Linked DNA regions of Ovis aries: region 2 is linked to region 1. A link is a contact called in public Hi-C data. All regions are on one chromosome and are shown on one strand. Each heading gives the region's core, a stretch centred on a gene start, on an enhancer-like site or on the middle of the called end of the contact. The rest is flanking DNA. Distances are from core to core; before and after follow the strand shown.

Region 1 (6,492 bases), core at 2,922-5,421:
CTCATCCCATGCCACCTTCATGTCCAAGGCTTGGTTTGGTCCTGGCCTCCCTTCTCTGTTGTCCCTTACAAGCTTGTGCATCTTCAGTCAGGCCATTACTAGTCCTCGTTGTTTACTTCTGTGTCCATAGCACTAACCTAAACCCCCTTAAGGAAAGAAGATGCTCTTTGTTGTAACCCAAATGTGGCACAGTACATCCCAGGCACCCAATAAACTCTTATGGAATAAACTAGTGAATGAGTGGGTGGACTGCCGATTGTTCCAAGCAAAATGCTCATTTAAAGCTGTAAGGACTTTTGAATCTGACAATAAGTGGTACTCAATTTCCATAGCTTCTGCACCCCTCTACCCTCTTTTACCCCTTTCTTTCCAATACAGATACATGAAAAGATTCATTAATTTAGGGTTGATTTGATTGTCCAACAGCTGAAAATTACTACTAGATTGCCTGAGACTCATGCACCAATCCAAATTTACTGAGAGACATAAATTTCAAAGAACTTCTCTTGTGAGAATCCGAAAGGATTTTTTTTTTTTTTGAACGCACAAAGACTCCTTACCTTGAAATAGCAATTAAAGAATAGATTTTTTATTTTTCTGATCTAGAAGGCACCCAGGAATCAAATGTAATCTTCAAGGGCTTCAGAGGAGTGTTGAGCCTGTGTTTACAAACACTCACCCTGGCTTTTCCATTCTTATAGAGAATCATAACTTGTCTACCCACTATCTCATCTGTTTCCAGCACTTAGTACAATATGCTGTCATTGGAACTGAAGTCTGATCAGCTGAGCTTACTGGAAGGATCTGATGAGCTAGTTCTAAGGTTCAATATTTTTAAAAAAAGTAGCACTGTGCCAGTGAAGTTCAACTAGTGGGGCCCCATGCCTTCCAAGTCTCTTAAAATTATTTTAGCTAAAACCCAAATATCATCTGCATTTTCTGGAGTTTTCAGTCCTGCATGACAGATGCTCAAGAGGAAAGTTCTGCAGATGCAGTTATTTTAAAGGAGGGATATGGTTTGCATTTATTAAAAAGTCTGAATGGGGACCAGAGGGAGAACAAGGAAGAACAGGAAGTAATAGAAAGCGATCTGGCTCCAAGACCATCTCATCCCTAGGTGCCTGAAACACACAGCAGTTGGCTGAGAATTGATGTCTAGCAGCTGTGGGTCTCATCCTCTGAGAGCTCACAGTCCCTGGCCAACACTGGCTCAAATACACGATTCAACACCGTTTGGCCAACTATACGAATATTCACCAATCAAAATGGCTGTTTATATTGAAATAAAAACGCAAGCAAATAAAGCAAGAGTATTCCATCCCCTCCATCAGAGTATAGAACAGAAACCGAGATACTTTCTTAATAAATAGCTAATAGATTTTTCCTGAACTTCTCTACTCATCATGGACTCAGAAGATGTCCTTTTTTAATGCATGAGCTATGATTTGGAGGTTGTTGAACACACAGGATCCATAATTTAGAGTATCTGCTAATTTTGCTACAGTGTTTCCGGTCAGTACATATTAAAAAGGAGGAGTATGTATTTTATTAATTAATGGGAATGAATTACTAATGATCTCTGGTTTGGCAAAGGCTGATGCAGCCTGTTTGATGACTGCTGCACAGGCTGGCTTGCAAGCACCTCCCCTTGAGACTGCCGGAAGCAGCTGCCACAGGGTCACGCATTGCTTCAAGTCGCCACCATCCTCTGTGCAAGCAGTGGGACAGAACCCGCTCCGAGTAGGTTTCTCCCCAGTCACTGGCCAGAGTCTCTTTGTTTCATGTTACATTTTCAGATACGATTTCTTAAAAGATTCTACAGCTGAAAAAGTTTTGGAAAACTACTCCAGATTGGTAAGTAGAGAATTAGACAAACAGGTGGTGTACAGAGAGCCCCTATGTGGGTTTCTCCCCAGTCACAGCCAGAGTGTCTTTTTAAAAAAATGTTACATTTTTAGACACGAGTTTTTAAAGGATTCTACAGCTGAAAGAGTTTTGGAAAACTACTCCAGATAGGTAAGTGGAGAGTTAGAAAGACAGGTGGTGTACATAGAACAGTGCAGTTCTACATTAAAAAATGCTGCTTCCAGCCATAAGGCTTTGTGAATTTAAACCCTTCTTCACCAACACCCAATTATATTTAAAATATTCCTTCCTGCTTAAAAAAGTAAAAGAATTAATAATAAAAGAATCAAACCCAGGTCTGCTGCATTGCTGGCAGTCTCCTGCATTCCAGATGGATTCTTTACCGCCTGAGCCACTGGGGAAGCTCAATAAAGGAATAATGGCCCCCAAATACCCAGACATCGCACCTGTTCCTCTAGATTAGGAGTTGCGATTAATTAATTAGACGCATGTGTATGTTTTAGATTAATTAATCTGAAAATCTTTGTATCCATACCAGTGACTTACACTAACTTGTTTTACGGAGGAAGTAAAAACCTGGGACTATGACATGTAAATTCATAGAAATGAAATGCCACAAGCTTGATGCGGTCTTTTCTAAGACTGAGGTTATGGACTAACCCTTAGTACTGAAAATCCATTTTGCAAGTGTTCTCATTGACAGGGAAGAAAACACAAGAGCCAAGAGCTGACTGCACATTTAGCATCAGCGCTCTGCACGCAGGTGGAGGTGGACAGAATTGGACTCATTTGTCTCTTTCTGTGAGAAGATAATCTCTTACTTTCTAGTGCAGCTTTTTTATTTTAGCCACTGTGAAATAAACTTCTTACAACCTAAGACATCTCCGAACTCCAGTTGTTGACAGGATTTATGAGACTCAGGTTTGCAGTAGACTCTGAGGCCCCTTTCCCTTCACACTTTGTGTTCACCCCAGTCATGCACAATCTTGCCAGGATCATCCTGAAGTCGGGGTGGTAGTTTTCATTTGTCCTAGCAAAAGTTGTTGTTATTCAGTTGCTAAGTCGTGTCCAACTCTTTGTGACCCCATGGACTGCAGCATGCCAGGCTCCTCTGTCCTTTGCTCTCTCAGTTTATTCCTTTAATTTTAATTGGCAATTTTACATATGTTCATACTTCTATATTTTATATTATCTCCTTTTTACAAAATACAAAGAATACTTTCTAGGAAATATTTCCATTTACAGATACTAAATTCATTATGAACATTGACTCCATGTTCATTCCTTGAGCCTTTCTTTATTCTGTATTCCTTCCTTCCTCCATTGCTTTTTCTTCTTAGCTAAACCATCAAATGACTCTCCTGCTATTCTACATTTTTGCTGATAAGCAGTTCCTACAATTAACAACCTTATCTTTCTCTGTGTGAGAAAAACAAATTTAATGCCTTTTAATAAGGAAGTTGGAAGGACAAGGAGACATTTTATTGCCATGTTGATTTTGATAAGACTGAAAATACCTGATGGGCTGGTGACTGCACAGAATAATTATACACTTGGTTTTTCATTCCTCTTTATATTGGTACTTCAATATTTCTTGTAGCTGTATTTCTGAAATAGCTAGCTATATAATGTAGAAATCATGAACAAACAGACCTCCCTGAGCGATGTGGTAGCCTTAAAGTCAGTTTTTCTTTGTATCTGATTCACATCTTGTGTTTGTTGCTCTCAGCTGACCAACCCCAGGGCTGAGAATCAGAAAACATGGTTCCAGCGCTTCTAAAAATTTGCTCTTGACTTAGGGAAAACAGCCTGATTTTTCTCTCCTTTTCTGTAAATCGGGAGTGTGTATGTATGTAAAAGATCTCTGAAATCTCTTCCAGGTCCAGCATTCTATAATTGCAGCTAATTCATTTCAAAAGGGAAAAAAAAAAAAAAAAAGCCTATTTCCAGAAAAAAGTCTGCTTTAAGGCTTTTAAAGTTAAAAACCATTTGAAATGTGGATAATAGAGCCTCCATTTATCTGGGGCTAAATGTTTGCACACCCAAAATGAAGGCTGAATAAAGCCTATTGCTTTGAAATGAGTGAAGTCTCTAAGATCGCAATGGGTCCCGAACAGAAAGACCTCTGTGAGGCTCATCAGAGTGGCTTCTACCCTTATTTCCTGTCCATCCACATGCTGAATCCTGTGACGTGGGTGTTTCTGTAATTTCATTCTACAAAGAGGAAAACTGTCGGTGTTGCAGAGAGTAGTTATTGCCTTGGGCAGGGCCGTCAGAGTCTACACAGCTCCCGGAGAGTGAATAAGAATCATCTTCCAGACTCTGGTGATTTTTGTTAACGATCTTCCTTGGGGTGTCTTCAGGACTGTTCCCTTTAAGTCAAGGGCAAACAATGAGAATGAACACATACTGTTCTCTGAATAAAAACTCTTCAGATAAACACAGAGCAGCTAGGGAAACAGAAGGTTAACCGGGTGTCAGGGTGCCTTCTCCATTAGGTTGGCAGCTCTTAGAGGGGAGGGCTTCTGCTTTATTGAATTTGGTGAATCAAGAAGTGCCCTCCAGCCCCACCCTTACACCTGAACTCTTTCCATTTTCACAGTGAAGTTGAGTATATTCATTTATCCTTCAGGGCAGGGAAAAGATTTAAAATTTGGAACCTCCTATAGGACCCAGCACTGCTCCAGGCTCTCCACAAATTGCTCATTCTGTGACTCTGTAAGCACTCAGTATCTACTTGCTGACAGTGAATCGCCTGGGCTGACCAGAAAAAAAATGAGGTGGTTTGGACTGGGAGCCCCTTGATAAACTGCTGATTTAGTCTCTCAGTGTATTCCTCCTGTCCCCCAACCTCACGAGATTGTTTTGAAAAGTAAGAATTCTCAGTGAATCCCTCAGGGTCCCAGTTATCTTCGCTAAAGCAGAGGTCAAGACCCGAGAACCGTGGGCTTTAATTATGGTTTAAGGAAACAATGCTTCCACTTTAACAGCCTTTCTAATTAGTGACACTCTGGAAGATTCAAGCAGGTAACCCAAGGTGTTCTTAGCAAATTTCCGCAGCTTTTAAATCCATCTTTGAATACCAACTCTGCCCTTTCAGCACTCATCCTTTTTTCAAAGGGCAAAGATTAACCATTACATAATAGTATGTATTTTTTGAGCTTGTATTTTGCACCATACACCCTGTGTAACCATTATACTGACAAAAGAAAAAAGATGCTTATTGAACTAAGTTGTTCATTCCAGTAAATTCTAATGATAATCAAACCAAAGCAACAGAGATTATTTTTCTGAGCATTTGGTCGCAATATTCCATCTTTAAGAGTTTATCATAAAAGGATTTCACTTACATTTATAAAGATGTCTTCTTCCATTTATCCTTTGATGATTCAGAGTATTAAATTTTACTAGCGTTTCTCTTTCTCCAAGCTCAGCAAGTTAAGACAGCATCATCATTGATTTCTGCGTCATGTTAGAGCAAACATATTTCTTTCTCCTTTTTCCTTCAAAGAAATAAAATCTTTATGTGCTCTCTGCGTGGGTTAGGGGAAGTAACAATACTAGGGTTTGTTCCAGTCCGTTGTATTAACTTCAGAGGTAAGGACTGTAATCCTTTCAAGCACTGCCCTCTAGTGGGGAGAATAAATATCAACACTTCAGTACTCTAGCCTGGAAAATCCCATGGATGGAGGAGCCCGGGGGGGGGGGGGGGGGGGGGGGGCTGCAGTCCATGGGGTCGCTGAGAGTTGGACACGACTCAGTGACTTCACTTTCACTTTTCACTTTCATGCATTGGAGAAGGAAATGGCAACCCACTCCAGTGTTCTTGCCTGGAGAATCCCAGGGACAGGGGAGCCTGGTGGGTTGCCCTCTCTGGGGTCGCACAGAGTCGGACACGACTGAAGCGACTTAGCAGCAGCAGCAGCAGCAGGATTTGGAGAGACTGATGCTGAAGCTGAAGCTTCAATACTTCGGCCACCTGATGCGAAGAACTGACTCCCTGGAAAAGACCCTGATGCTGGGAAAGATTGAGGGCAGGAGGAGGAGAAGGGGACGACAGAGGATGAGATGGTTGGATGGCATCACCAACTCAATGGACATGAGTTTGAGCAAGCTCTGGGAGTTGGTGATGGACAGGGAAGCCTGGCGTGCTGCAGTCCAAGGGGTCGCAAAGAGTTGGACATGACTGAGCAATTGAACTGAGCTAAGATCTAGCATTTGCAAACTGCCTTCCACCAAACCACCCTGGACTTTTCCTGGGAGAAATTTTTGACCCGTTTACTCACATGAATTAAAATACCTCTTAGTAAGAAAAGTTCTGACAGAAAGTGTGTCTTTATCTGTACCAGCTCATCCAAACTGCCGAATAGACCGGAGAAGGGGGCTTGTGCCCCAGCACGGGTCCGCTGAGCATTTTGGTAAAATGCAAAACAATGGAGCGAGCACAATGCCTGCATTTCTAAAAATCAACACTTTAAGAGAAAGACTGTCATGTTGACAAACATGCTATCTATTCTGAAATTAATTGCTGTGTGGAACAAACATCTACATTTCTTTGAATCTATGTGCAACTGAAGTCTTCCTGGATGACTAATGTGATAGCTCAGAATTTGTGTTTATAAACTG
Region 2 (5,823 bases), core at 544-3,043, 730 kb before region 1:
GGCACTCAGCTTTCTTCACAGTCCAAGTCTCACATCTATACATGACCACAGGAAAAACCATAGCCTTGACTAGACGGACCTTTGTTGGCAAAGTAATGTCTCTGCTTTTCAACATGCTATCTAGGTTGGTCATAACTTTTCTTCCAAGGAGTAAGCGTCTTTTAATTTCATGGCTGCAGTCACCACCTGCAGTGATTTTGGAGCCCCAAAAAATAAAGTGACACTGTTTCTACTGTTTCCCCATCTATTTGCCATGAAGTGATGGGACCAGATGCCATGATCTTCGTTTTCTGACCTGCCTCTTTAGAAACCTATATGTAGGTTAGGAAGCAACAGTGAGAACTGGACATGGAACAGACTGGTTCCAAATAGCAAAAGGAGTATGTCAAGGTTGTATATTGTCACCCTGCTTATTTAACATATGCAGAATACATCATGAGAAACGCTGGGCTGGAAGAAGCACAAGCTGAAATCAAGATTGCTGGGAGAAATATCAATAACCTCAGATATGCAGATGACACCACCCTTATGGCAGAAAGTGAAGAGGAACTAAAAAGCCTCTTGATGAAAGTGAAAGAGGAGAGTGAAAAAGTTGGCTTAAAGCTCAACATTCAGAAAACGAAGATCATGGCATCTAGTCCCATCACTGCTGTCCTATACACAGGAGTAAAGGGTAGGGAAAATAGCCCCTCACTGTTCAACCTCAATGAAACATCTAAAAGGTAATTTTACTGACGTTGACCAAACTCATATATAGTTGTATAGTATTGGGTTGATCATTCTTTTTAACCTTACAAAATATCCCTTTCTTGTGGAAATAGTGGGTTCCTACCCTGGTGACACGTGACGGTAATTTGTTGAGTATGTTGTATTTGTTGAGTGCTTAGTACTTCTGACACACCATGCAAAAAAAAAAAAATCCCACAGCTTTGTAAGCACTGTCCACTGCCACCCTCAAAAGGTTTTTTACATATCACCATCTTTTCTTTTAAGATGAAAAAAGTGGAGACAGAGAATGTCACAGATATGTCAATGGCATAGCAAACCCAGGTAAATCTTAAGCCCATGCTCTTTACCATTTCATCCTTAAAAGAGAGGGGTATGTGTCTTAACGTACGAAACAGTATGTTCTTTCTGCTTAACAGTATTTTTTCTCCTGCCGTCGGATTGTGTGCAATAATCTTGAGTCATTGTTTTTAAAGCATACTATTGATTACCTATAAGTCCTCACATCTATCACCTCTGCTAAAGAAAAAGAAAATTGCGGTGGCGAGGATTTCATGTTGTTGATACTTAAGCCCAGGAAATGTGGCAAAGCCCCCTCAGAACGCATGAAGCCTACAGCTCGTGACCGTGGCCAGGCCCTCATCTGGCCTGCATCACGAAAGAAAACCGCTGGTGCAGAATGTGGACAGGATATGCACAAGTTCAAGGCAGAGGATTGGGAACGAATTTTTGACGGCAGTTGGAAACGAACCGAATTCTAGCCGCAGGGCCCATCCCTCCATTATCGTGCCGAGCTCCTGGGAAACGGAGGGTTCTGGTGGCAGCTGAGGCCTCCAGGAAAGGAATGAATTCACCTCGGGAGCTGGGGAAGGGCTTTCAGCTTCCTCTCCAGAGACAGCTCCAGAGAAGCCCCGACCTTTTTTCTACCTTCACGGACTTTTGGACCGCTAGCCCTACTGCCCGAACCGTGGGGCGGGACGGCAGACCCTCGCCCAACCAAGAAGCCTAGCTGCCAGGCTTCCGGTCTTCTACCCGCCCCTTCCGCTTCCGGCGGTACCCGCGCTCTATTCCTTCCTGGCAACCCTGGTTTTCTGCAAGCGGCGTGCGTAGGCTGCTGGAACCTGAAGGCCTATGGCCGCTGCGGGGTCTGTGACGGTGGCGTTGCATGTGGCGGAAGTGCTAGAAACCATCGTGAGCGGTTGCTTGGGGCCCGAAGGGCGGCAAGTTCTGTGTACCAAGCCCACTGGCGAGGTGCTGCTCAGCCGGGATGGAGGCCGCCTGTTGAAGGCGCTGCATTTAGAGCATCCCGTAGCCAGGTACCCGCGACGCACGCTCCAGCCCTTTAGAGCATCCTTTAATTAGGTACTCACGTCCCACACTCCAGATGGACACCTCCCGTCATCTCCCTGGACTTCTTGCCCGTAAGATTTTGCTTTTTGGGAAAACTGACCTCCCTCTCGCCCAGCAGAAAAAGCCCAGCCATTCTGCCAGTAGGAGCTATAGGTCCTATAGCCCCGAAGATGGTAAAAAGGTCGGGGCTTCTCGGGAGCTGTTTCTGGAGAAAACTGGCCTTGGATGACACCAGTGTACGCTCAGAGTTAGAGCACTGTCCCAGGGAACATTCCACAACTGAAAAGAGCATTTCGCCTTTCCTTCCAGCTCGACCCAACCCTAGAATCTTGAAATAGCACAAAGGTGGTTCTATTGTTTTTCCCTTTTAAATAACAGAAACCATTCAGCCTATATTTAAGTAAATTTTAAAAGGGAAAAAACTAAGTACATTAAGGAGATAGTATTCTCATTTTATAGATGTAAAAACATGCTTTCAACTTGATTTCAGATGTGGAAAGGCAGCCCTCTGAAAATCTGAGTTGCTTTCTTTCTTTCTTGTGCAGGGTGATGGTGGCCTGTGTTTCCAGTCATCTAAGAAAAACAGGAGATGGTGCTAAAACATTTATTATCTTTCTTTGCCATTTACTCAGAGGACTTCGTGAGATCACAGGCAAGGAAAAGGATTTTTTCCCTTTTGAAAATATTCAAACCTGTGGAAGGCATTGGAAAAATTGCTGTCAGTGGAAATTTATTTCCCAAGCTCTTCTAACATTTCAGACACAAATATTAGACTATGTTATGGACCATTACTTAAGTAGACACTTCTTGTCCATCTTTTCTTCAGGCACTAAAGAAAGAACATTGTGTAGGGGCTCTTTAGAGATGCTCTTAGGGGCATACTTTTGTGGAAGAGTGGGAAGAAATAATCACAACCTGATATCTCAGTTGATGTGTGACTATGTTTTCAAGTGTACAGCTTGTGAAAGTAGCTTTGAAGAAGTACTTGAGCTAGTGGATGACTGTTTTGTTGAGTTGAAAGTTGGTGTCACCGGCCTTCCTGTTTCCGATTCCAGGATCGTAGCTGGGCTTGTGCTTCAGAGAGACTTTTCTGTGCACTGTCCAGCAGATGGTGACATAAGAATAGTGATAGTAACAGAAACCATTCAGCCTCTTTTTTCAGTTTCTGGATCAGAGGTTATTCTAAATTCAGAAGCACAGTTTCAGACATCTCAGTTTTGGATTACAGAAAGAACAAAAGCAATAGTGAAACATTTACAGAATCAGAATGTAAAGTTACTCCTATCTACTGTGAAGCAACCAGACTTAGTAATTTATTTTGCAGGACTGAATGGCATATCTGTGGTGGAGTGTTTATCACCTGAAGAACTTTCTCTTATCCAGAGAGTCATTGGTCTTGTTCCCTTTGTACTACCAGAGGCCTCTTCTCAGTATGAACTCTCTCACACTGCTTTGGTGAAATTCTGTAAACCCCTTATCCTTAGATCCAAAAGGTATGTTCATCTTGGCTTGATGAGCACCTGCTCATTTACACCACATTGTATAGTTCTTTGTGGACCGGTGCAGGGTCTTGTTGAACAACATGAGGATGCTTTACATGGCGCATTTAAAATGCTCCGGCAGGTATTTAAAGACCTTGATCTAAATTATGTGACACAAACCAGTGACCAAAGTTGTACATCAGGTCCTCGTATATATAAGAATAGTAGAGAAAGTAATGAGTTACCAAAAATTGTTAACAGCTCAATACAAAGGTCGTATCAGGACACTGTTGTAAAGAACGAAGGTGAACTGGCAAAAACTCAAACGAATTTAAAAGTATGTTCAAATTTGATAGTTCCAAGCGTCAAATTAGAGAAAAATGTATTGTGTTCAACACCAAAAGTGGCAGTAACAGATTCATACCAGACAGATGAAACATTGAGATGTTCATCCCCAAACAAAGGGAGGATAATGGATGACCATGAACCATTTATTGAGAATAATTCTGCTAACTCAAAAACAGAAAATACTAGAAAAGAGATTTCTTACGAAAATTTACAGGTTACAAAACTTGCTAGAAAGGACAGCATTTTACCACTGAGATATAAGTCACTAGAGATGTGTACTTCCCAAAGTTACTATTTCTCATCTATACCAGCTGGTTGTGTTTTGCCTGTGGGTGGTAATTTTGAGATCTTATTGCATTACTATCTTCTCAACTATGCCAAAAAATGCCAGCAATCAGAACAAACCATGGTTAGTAGGATAATAGCTAATGCACTTTTAGGCGTTCCCAAAATCTTGTATAAGTCTAAGAAAGGAAATTACAGCTTTCCACAAGTATATGTAAGAGCTCTCCAGGCACTGCAAACCAATCAACCCATGATAAGCAACCAAACAGGTTTGGAATCAGTTGCTGGTAAATACCAGTTACTAGCTTCAGTTCTTCAGTGCTTGACAAACATTTTGACTGTTGACTTAGTAATCAGTATTAAGAGACAGCCTCAGGAAGTTTATGATCAAGATTCAGAAGAGGAACTATAAAATTGGAAGCTTTTTATTAACCAGAGTTTTAATCCAACTCAAGCCATAAAACAAGGCAGGCATATGACCACTGATTTTCAAGTTAATTCAACCTAGTTAGGAAAACAGCAGAACTTTAAAGTCTTTAGAAGTATATGAGGCCACCAGACATTCAGATATGAATATTCTAGACTGCATTCATTATGGAACAGTTCTGAGGAGGAAGCCTGGATGAGTGAAGCCAAGATCTGAGTAAGTGGATCTTTTTCCTCCCTCAGTGTTCCTGTGTCTCAGCTCTTGAGGTAGTCTGTGGTTTGGGGGAAAGGTGTTTTCTCATAGCTTCCTTTTACTTTTCTGTATCTTTTTTTCACTCTTCCCTTCTTCCTTGCCTTTCTATAGTTAGTTAATAGAATAATCTCAGATTTGGATGAAGCCTCCAAATGCCATCCTACTTTAGTTCATAAAATATTATTTGCTTTATTGAAAATAATTTATTTCCCCTACTCATAATTTCTGTAGCAAAAGTCTCATTATTTTTTCTCAAACAGTATGTAAGTAAAATTATTTTTTACTTAAATTGTCCCCTTATTTAGAGCCTGGATAGATTTTTTTCACCATTCATGCACCATTGAATATGTTACCATAAATAGGATTTTGTGGATTGTATTTATTTTCATATCTTTAGTTGAAATAATTCCCAAAAGGATATGAAAATCATACTATCATTTTCTCCTGTTCTCTGACAGCTTGCAAGATAGTTCATATATCTGTTGGGTTTTCTTGTATTTGATGCATAGCCATAGTTCAGTAGTAACAAATAATTTGAGGGTTACAGTTGGCTCTTTGATCTGTGGGTTGTACATCAATGGATTCAACCAACTGGATTGAAAATATTCAGGAAAAAAATTTACAGAAATTTCCCCAAAGCATAATTTTAATTTGCCAGGTGCACCGGCAACTATTTACATAATATTTACATTGTATTAGGTATTATAAGTAATCTAGAGATGATTTAAAGTACAAAGACTATGTGCATAGCTTATATGCAAATGCTGTGCCATTTTTTATAAGAGACTTGAACATCCGCAGATTTTAGTGTCTGCTGTGGGTTGGGGCTGGGGGTGTGTTCTAGAACCAATCCCCCTTGGATACCGAGAGACTGCTATATTTATGTCTAATATGAATTTTTTAATGTTTATATTTTAAAGGTTTATAAATGCAAATAATATTGTGATTCTAGCT

What was found. A called contact is a pair of places that touch in the nucleus more often than the background predicts.
Region 2: a contact with region 1 is called in a Hi-C map of hypothalamus, with 6 times the contacts expected there. The contact joins the promoter of BBS10 here to the enhancer-like site in region 1. A contact is called at or near these places in 3 of 16 Hi-C or Micro-C datasets (hypothalamus and tail adipose tissue).

What each region holds. Positions count from the first base shown.
Region 1 is chr3:111,579,565-111,586,056 of ARS-UI_Ramb_v3.0, reverse strand. No RefSeq gene overlaps it. Among named protein-coding and RNA genes, the nearest start is that of KRR1, 48 kb to the right of the region's middle. Within about 2 kb of position 4,171, at least 5 of the 54 cell types and tissues checked have an H3K27ac peak or open chromatin away from gene starts, as enhancers often do. A contact at or near this core is called in hypothalamus, where this site is marked.
Region 2 is chr3:112,312,264-112,318,086 of ARS-UI_Ramb_v3.0, reverse strand. BBS10 (Bardet-Biedl syndrome 10) reads left to right here and starts at 1,793. Exons shown (of 3, transcript XM_060412464.1): 1 at 1,793-2,042; 2 at 2,622-2,728; 3 at 3,401-5,823. The coding sequence starts at 1,858. The coding sequence ends at 4,602.